2 separate regions of the Macaca mulatta genome follow, and region 2 is linked to region 1. Evidence: chromatin contacts called from public Hi-C data. All regions are on one chromosome and are shown on one strand. The core of a region is the stretch at or near the end of the contact, and the rest is flanking DNA. Distances in the headings are between cores, read along the strand shown. Region 1 holds the start of SSR3 (signal sequence receptor subunit 3). Region 2 holds the start of LOC144339466.

The links. Hi-C and Micro-C count contacts between places; a contact is called where the count stands out from the background.
Region 2: a contact with region 1 is called in a Hi-C map of fetal cortex germinal zone, with 2.6 times the contacts expected there. The contact joins the promoter of LOC144339466 here to the promoter of SSR3 in region 1. A contact is called at or near these places in 4 of 14 Hi-C or Micro-C datasets (fetal cortex germinal zone, fetal cortical plate, fibroblasts and 1 more).

Annotation. Positions count from the first base shown.
Region 1 is chr2:59,737,015-59,741,809 of T2T-MMU8v2.0, forward strand. SSR3 (signal sequence receptor subunit 3) reads right to left here and starts at 1,717. Exons shown (of 5, transcript NM_001266544.1): 1 at 1,501-1,717; 2 at 195-321. The coding sequence starts at 1,633.
Region 2 is chr2:59,858,772-59,863,060 of T2T-MMU8v2.0, forward strand. LOC144339466 reads right to left here and starts at 1,932. Exons shown (of 4, transcript XM_077994099.1): 1 at 1,894-1,932; 2 at 1,186-1,746; 3 at 903-1,082. The coding sequence starts at 1,932. It overlaps TIPARP (TCDD inducible poly(ADP-ribose) polymerase), which reads left to right and starts at 1,501. Exons shown (of 6, transcript XM_015131864.3): 1 at 1,501-1,707.

The DNA.
Region 1 (4,795 bases), core at 467-2,966:
GTCAGAATGATTGTCTCCACTTCAGTTAGTTAATAATTCTTCCTAGCATCAATGTTCCTTTCCCCCAAAATATATATATTAATACATAGATATCTCAAATTAATGCTTATTAAAACCAACACACACAAACGATCTCTAAGAAGACATAAAAATACAACACGTAGTACGTACTTTCACTTGAAAAACATACTTACTTGTGCTTGAGAACAAATTTCACATTCTTGTATGCAAAGGCTACCAAATATGTGCTTACTAGGGTCATCACACTATACAAAACAGCAGACTGAATAAGATCCATATGCCATATTCTCCAGTATAACCCTGAATTAAAATAAAAGGGGGAAAGTACAAAAAGAAACAAAACATTACAACCCCATAACAAAAGCCTGCGAAATTATTTAAAGCTAAGCCTGGTAAAATACCAGGTTATTAGTTATGCAATCAATACAGTATCTGAGGATCTTCAGAAGTGAGATAACCAGTTAACAGTATAGTCTCAAGCCTTCCAGTTCAGAACATTTGAAAAACATCACCTTCCTATTACTAGTTCAGATGAGATTTCTGCTTCTAAAATGAGAACAAACTCTGGCTCAACGTAATCACAAGTCAGACTTCGAATTTCATTCATCAGGGTACTAGCATGCTAAATACAGGCCATTCCAAAATGCCACGTGCAGTCCCAAACCATAGTTTCCTTGCTGACGTGGCTGTTATCAGAAATCCAAGCAGTGCTGTCAAATGAGTGAGCCATAATATGGCTTCACATCACGTTTATTGCACGCTGGGTTGTATAAGGACAAAAGAGAAAAATACATTTGGTTTTAAATGCCCCAACAACAGTGCAGCAAAAGACAAGAGTTCTGGAACCTTGAGCTCTACTAAAAACAACATTGTGCAAGTCTGCACTTTCCCAACCCAGTGAGAATTCTAGAATTGGTACAGTGGGATTATTTAAAAAGTCTAAACAAGGTAGATCCCCAACCCCTGGCACTTCAATTTCTCTCTTTCTGCAAAAACCAGGAAAATTATGCAGTGGTGTAAAGTAGCTCACGTAAAGATGCACTTCTAATTCAGTGGGTTACTTCATGGGTCTCTCACCTAATTAATTTATACAAAATAAGTAATAACGTAAGTTTAAAATTTCGTAACGGCAAGCAACAGTTGTATGGAAAAGAGCAGCAGGCAGTATGCTTGAGTGTGTTTAAATACAGATTCGGGGCCGCCACCCCAGAACTAGTTAACCACCTTCTCCGGGGGTAGAGCTCGGGAACGTGCGTACTTTTAACAAGTGACCTCCCGGAGTGCTTTAACAGGAGAATCCCAGGCGACAACGCCGTGCCAAAAGAAGAGGCTCTGTGCCTCCCCGAGCTCAGGGGACCTGGAGAGATCGCAGACCCCCGGCCGGCACCCGCGCCTGGCCTGCTCGCTGGGTCCTGCCACGTCCCCGCCCAGCCCGACCCGCCCGCGGCCTCCCAAACCAGCCTCGCTCCCAGCACTCACAGATGGGGATGGCGGACACGATGAACGCGTTCCCGAAGAAGAGCGCGGAGGACTTGGCCGAGAGATTGCGGCTGAAATCCTGCAGGAGCAGGTCCTCCTCGGACTGCTGTTTGGAGCTGCCTTTGGGAGCCATGGCGGAGCAGGAGGCGAGAACTTGGAAGGTAGAGCCGGCCGCCAAGGCGGGCAAAGGCCCCTGACTCCGCCCCTGCGGCCGCCGTATCCGCTAACGACCCGTCAGCGCGGCGCGCGGAGGCGGGACCCGGCTTGGCGGAGAGCAAGCTTCCCCAGGAATGGCCAACCTGGCGCCGCTAGCTAGGATTCCGGGCGTGATTGGGCGAGCGGACCAGACTTCCGGATTCCTGGAAAGCCACGTGACCCGTCCACCTCGAGGAGAGAGAAGGGATTTGTAGTTTAGTGGGTGCTTTAAAAAAAAATTGACAAAACTTTATTTATATTCCACTTCAGAGCTGATGACAGGGTCATGAGTTCTCAGTTCTTCAGAATTCCAAAATTAAAAGCTCTTCTGGCCCCACGCCATTAGTGCCCTCTGTACGTACCCAGGACTGAGTACATTGAAGGAGAAAGAAGAGAAAGGTATAGCTAACTCATGTAAAATCCCTTCTCCTTTACACATCCTTTATTTCACCAAATACCTTGAAGAATCTTATGACGTGCGCGTCATTACCGCCACTGAAGATGAAGAGCCTGAGGGTGGTAGATCTGCGGTGTGGCTCTCCAAGGTGTGGGCTCTTTTCACTAAACAGTAGGCCACCTCTGTAGGAAGAAAATGGGACTCTTGTTTTTGAGAAACTCATGATCTTACTGATGAAGGTAATATTTAATATATGTCTGATACACTTACAAGTTACTTACTATTTTATTTCAAATAAACGTATAGAGTTTTGTGGCTTCCAAAGCCATGCTAAATAAAACATAATACTAAGAACAGGTTGGCTAGGCAGGACTCCTTCTCTGAAGCTCAGAAAGATTTAAGTATGCCTATTAAAACAGCTGGATTCCATTTTTAACTCAACACATTATCTTTTATTCAAAAAAAAAAAAAAAATTCCACCACATCACTCCCAGCAAATGCTGCTTTTCATTACTGAGAACACGCCAGTGCATTAGGCACAACTTCCTCAACCTCCAGCCTCCTTATCAACAGTTTTGTAGATACCTTTCTTCCTCACAGTATTCAAATTGTAATCTACCTCCACAGCTTCCTATTACTAGTCCTAATTGAGCTTTTGTCTTCAATATTTTCCAATCTATTCTCTATACAGGTACCAGAGTGAGTTTTCCTGAAATATAAATCCTTCCATTATCTACTGCAAGTATTCCTTAATGCCAGAAATTTTCATTAATTCACCACAAAATGAAAAAGAAAACAGACCATCTATTGAATTTTTCAGAAAATCAAAAGTATTCATTTTAAAATATCTGGGTTTATGTCTTTTTTGATGTTAAAAATGCTCCTTATTACATGGTAGTGATAGAAAAAGAAAGTATTATTTTTCTCTTACAACATACTCCTCCCCCAGTTTTTCCTATCTCAGTTGCATTCTTTTAAACCCATTTGCTCTGGTTAAAATGGTGGGTTTCAACACTAATTATTTTTTTCCTTCTCCATCTGTGACCAATTCATAAATAAAACTTTTTGGATCTGTCTCTATAACTAGATTTTCTTTTGCCTATTTATAAACAAACAAAGGATATAAAAAGAAGATAAAAGATAAAAATCAGAGGCTGGGCACAGTGGCTCATGCCTGTAATTCCAGCACTTTGGGCGACCAAGGTGGATGGATCACAAGGTCAAGAGATCGAGACCATCCTGGCCAACATGGTGAAACCTCGTCTCTACTAAAAATACGAAAATTAGCCTGTCATGGTGGTACACACCTGTAGTCCCCAGGTACTCAGGAGGCTGAGGCAGGAGAATCACTTGAACCCGGGAGACGGAGGTTGCAGTGAGCCAAGATCGCACCGCTATACTCCGACTCCAGCCTGGCAACAGAGCAAGACTCCATCAAAAAAAAAAAAAAAAAAAAAAACTCACAAAACTAAAAGATCCAAAGAGACAACAATCATCTTTCTTTTAAAAGAAGAAAAGAAGAAACAATAATTATGAGATTAAAAAGAATTATGCCTGAGAAAAATATTTTAACAACTAAAATAGGAAAGATAAAAGTTTGAAATGTTGAGTGGATATAAATGTTACAATTGATATAATAAAAGAACTAATAGAAAAAAATTAATACATTTTTTAAAGCTACAGATAACTATAAACAGAAGATAATCTAAAATAGGAGTTTTAAATTACTTTCATGGGGGGTAAATTAGAGAAATATGATAGGGAATAATACTTATGATATAACATTTTTGGTAATGGCAACAATTACAGTTATGAAGGTAGCACGCTTGGAGTACTGAAGCAGTGTTTTCTTGCACCAGAGCTACCTAGTTCCCTTTGAAAAGCAAGCAGCAAGACCTAAGGATCACTTGTATGTGGCATATATAGCTGTGGCACACTGGACAAGCAGGGTATACAATGTGCTAAGAAACAGAAAGAGAAGTGGGTAATAAATTCTACCCAAGCAAAGATCTACAATATATTTTACCCATTTCAACACAGCTTAACTCTAAAGGAATCAAATGCACTTGATTCCATACCAGTCTGTGTCTAATCTATGAATTTCAGGCTTAACATTTCTATTATATCACTTTGTTCTTTCCAGATTGGGGGAAAAACCCAAGCAATAATATTTATTGCTGTCAGGTATATGGTAAGAGATTACTGATGACTTTGTGAAAGAAAATCTAGCATGCTAAAAATTAACATATTTTTCTGTGTCAGACACTGCAAGTTGCCTAGCCAATATAGAAAGCCGCTGCTAGCTTTTCACTAGGACCTTCAAAGAATAACAAATGGATCATCCAGGGCTACTGTGGGGAGGGAAAAAAAAAAAAAAAAGAAAAATCTCCTCTGTTTTAAAGCCTACTTGAAATGCAAATCTCATGATGGGAATAATTGTAAAAGAGATGGAACACTTATATTAGTCCCTAAGTATAATGTTTTAAAGTATCACCTGTAAAATGATTTACTCAGCCAGACTACATATTTCAGCCACTGATATTTGACTAATTCGTTAGTTCATGTACTCATTCAGCAAATATTTATTGAGAAGCTACTACATGAAAAGTGCTGTCCAAAACCTGTGAAAGTATCCAAAAAATAATCATGATTATTTTGATTATAATAACCAACATGAATTGAGTCTTTGTTATATGTCCACCT
Region 2 (4,289 bases), core at 682-3,181, 120 kb after region 1:
CACCTGTACTATGTCCTGACTGAATTCCTGTGCCAGAGAATTCAGAATCATGAGCAAATAAAAGAGCCATTGTTTTAAGTCATTATATTTTGGGGGTAGTTTGAACACAGCAATAAATAACTGAAGTACTACTAAAAGCATAACGAATGTATAACAACCTAATTGTTAGAAGGGAGTGGAATTAAAAATAATCTACAAGAAGGCACAAAAGGACAGAAAAGAAAACAGAAGAAATGAGAAAAATAGAAAGCCAAGAGTAATACGGTAAATTCAAATATGAGCTTCTAGGCGATTCTGTGTATGAGTAGACACAGACCAAGATCTGTCTCAGTAAGATTTTAAATGTAAAGTTTTTCATCTTTTACCTATTATCCTCTGAATTCCGCCCATATCATTCTCACCTTAGTTTAATGGCCCTGCCTTGATGCAATTTGAAATAAGCTGCTGAGGAGATAACACCCTTAATCTATTCATTGCTGGTGTGCTTACCCAGTCTGGTTTAGAACAGTTTAATAAAGGCTTAGAATCATAATGTCTATGATTATTACCTTTTAGCTCCTAGGTTTTACTGACTTCCATGTCTGGAATTACCAGCACTTTCGTTTTTTCATACATACGGATTATATGAACTAAATGTATTGTTTCTTCCTTCACTACTGAAAATCTACTCAATATATGGAGTTACACTTTAAAGTATTTTACAGCCCAGAAAATATGGCCATTCTGTATGTGCTGTGTATTTCAGAGGTGCTCTGCAAGCTCCATGAGGACAGGCATGAAGTCCAGGCTACATGATTGGTACGTAATAGACGCTCTGAGAGACATTTGCTGAATGAATAAATTAGTCACTACGGCGTTTGTGGGCTTTAAAACACAAGTAAATGAGCTTCTATCATCAAAACCTCAGAGCTAGGTTCCCCTTCTGCAAGGTGGCGTACAAGGCCCACGAAACAGTCGGCCGCCGCAGGTGCGCAGCCCGTCCGGCCTGTCCGGCGCGGGGCAGGCGACCTCGTCTGGTGGCAGTGGCGGAGGCAGCCGTTTGCTTCCTCACAGGGTGCGTCGACATCAGGGGCTGGAGGCGTCTGGGGAGGAGGCAAATAAACAAAGCCAACCGCACCGAAACGGGTCGTTCCGTTTCACATCCTCCCTCGGGTGCCTGGGTCTCCTCGGAACAAAGTGACCCACCATCTGTCCGCAGGCAGGTGGAGCCCGTCCCACGCGGCACACGCCTTCCTTTCTCACAGCCGCGTGGAGACGCGGACCCGCGGGGACACCGCCGGCGCGAGAAAGGACACGCCCCCTCGCGGGAACACAAGTACACGGCACACAACCCGCGCGCCTCCCCTCGAACGAACGCGCACGCGCGCGCAGGGGGCGGGTCTTCTTCTCGGCACCCACTGAGCGCCCGGCCTCCTCACCCCACCCCACCGCGCTCCGGCCGCCCAGGCTCCGCCTCCGCGACGGGCCGTCGGGAGGAGGCGACCGGAAGCCACTTAAAGCAGAGATCGAGGTGACAGGCGAGCTGGCTGGACTCGGAGCGCGATCGAGGCTTTCTGCGTTCGCGGCGGCGGAATGGCCCGTGCGCGGCTGGCCGCGTCGCCGCTCTGTGGTCCGTAGACGCCGGCTCCCGCCTTCGGCGCTGACCTCCGGCGCGGACACTGCTTTCGACTCGGCTCCTGTCGTCCGTTCTCTCAGGGTCCCTTTCAGGTAAAGGGCTCCGGGAGGGCACTGAGGGGCTGAGGGACCCTAGCGGGGAGTGCGAGCGCCGGCCTCGCGGCTCCGGCCCCGCGCCGGGAGTGTGCCGGGCTCTCGCGGATCGGGTGATTGATTTTGAGACTGCCCTTTGTACCGAATTCACTCGGGTCCCGTCAGCATCAAGATGGAATTGGTTACACTTCTTAGGCACTTAGAGCTTCTGGCAGGTGTATACATCAGACCGAGGCGCCGAAGGATTTAGTTGGGGTCGCCGGCGCCTGCCCCTTCCCCGTTGGTCAGGGTGGGGGCGCGTCTATGCGGCCTCCCCCGCGGGCCGACCCCGGGTGCTCTGAGGCGCCGAGGAGCCCTTCCCAGAGCCGGGGGAGGGCACGGCGGCTGCGGGAGTCTTCCGGCTACCCCGCGTTTCGGGCTGCAGCCCAGAAGTTTGGAAGCTGTTTTCACGTTAACTTTGAGAGCGCGCAAGTCTTCGTCTTCCTCCCCGCCGCCGCGGGAAGCGCCAGCCGCGTTTCCCCGGCGCTTCGCGGCTCAGTTCTGCGAGCCCCCAAGACCCGCTGGACGCTCTTCGGGAGGTGGGCTGAGGGGATAAAAAAGAATTAAAGGCAGAAGGCGCTGCGAGTGGCCTCTCGGATGTAGGGAGGCCGGGGCGGGTCGTTGGTCCGAAGGAGGCTGGACAGGGGTTGGGGGGCGCCCAGGCGCCTGCTGAGGGGAAGGCGGGGGCGGGGACGCCCGGGAACACCCGGAATTGCAGAGCCGGGCGGCGCCTCAGCGGCGCTGCGCGGAGTTGGCGCGGCCCGGGACCAGGAGCTGAGCAAACCGCCGCGGCCGGCAGGAGGCGTCGCTCGGACCCGGGCTCGGCGCCGGGGTGTCGCGCGGCGGCGGGCGGGCAGGCTTTGGAGCGGCGGTTTCTTCGGAAAGTGCATTCGGCCGGGAGTGCTGGAGAACCCCGGCGTCACGAGGTGAGGGGTGTCGCGGGGTGTCGCGGTGTGTCGCCTGCCGCTGGAGACCAGAGGATGTGTCCTTCGCATCTTTATTTTTCTGTTATGAAAACTAATTGAGGAACTAGGTTCTAGTGGCTTTCCACCTCCAGCCACTCCTCCAGTTCTCTGCTGCTTCCTCCCAGTTTTGTTTCCGAGTTTGATGAAGGGCAATAATAGGAAAAGTTGCGCGCGCGCTTGCGTGTGTACTTGCAGACACACATATAAATAAAATCGATTTCGTGTCTCTTTTACCTTGATTGGGTTTGATAGGAGTGGTTAGAGTGTGTGCGCGTGGGGAAAGCGCAGTCCGGTTTGGTATGGTGGAGAGGGAATACCACAGTCTGTGCCAATTGTGCCTTGAGGCAGTAGCACCAAATGATGAATAATAACGCCTGGCTTGGCTGCTTTCCAGTTGATTTATGTCTCATGTCAGATCCCTTCTTCTTCGTGAAGCTTTCCCTAACAATGCCAGCTCACAGTGAACTCTCCTTTTTCTGCCTTTTCCTTTTGTACTTATGTACATTTAACACTTTGTTATAAACTGTGCTTTGTATTTTACTTTTATGAATGTGATGGACTTCTTACACATAGATTTATGACTCTCTCCAATTAGATTTTTAATATTCACTTTTGGGGACACTCAGTTTTATCTTTCGTTGTTGACCCACAAACACCAAAGAACTAAGCATTTGATAGGTGCTTTTCTTAAGTAATTCAGCCGACAAAATATATGTGGAACACCAGCTGTGTGCATTGTGGTAGCTAGGCACTTTACTGGGCACCTAGGATGCATATTTGATTAAGTCATGGGACCTTGCGTCACAGATCTCTTTCAGTTTATTGGACAAGAGAGAAGAGGATTAATTGCTCATCACCATTCCTTTCTCACCTGGCACAATCTCAGTAAATGTTTTCAAATTTCAGTTTTTTTCAAGGGGTCTGATTCTTGGAAGAAAGGACTTTTTTTGTCTCTTTCAGTAATTGATTAGGAATCTGAAATTTGGTGCGTGTTTTATATTGTTGTTTTGTTTTTCTATAATATGCCTTCATTTGCCCTTTAAAAATGTATATATGTAACTTTTCTAAGGACGAGAACTAGGAGGCTTTTTCTGTGTTACCAAGTTGTGCTTGTCTTCTGACACAGTGTGCAGTGGTTGTTGCTGATGGGGCTTCGTTACTAAACACACCCTTATATTCCATCAGTAATGGTAATGTTTTTGGGGGTTGCAAAAGTAGACTCAACATTCTTGGATAGTATATTAGAGCTTTCTGAATATAGAAATGCTTAACAAACTCCTGGCTTTCTCCCATATAGTATTTCAGTTGAGAGCCCCTGTTTCTTGTGTATATTCTTATACCCTTAAATTCACTCACTGTTTAAGTTTGAAGTTTATCTTTCATTTGATGGACTTTTAAACTTTTTGTCAACTCATGAGATAGGTGATACATCAACAACTATGAAGAGAACCGCAAAGCTGAGGGGAAGTGTGGTTTCCCTGCTGTCATCATCTAGACACAGTTATTTCTACCTCCCATTTCCCACCCCACTCTAGCCTTATAGTAAAAATTCATAACCTGGCAGAATTTCAAACTCTT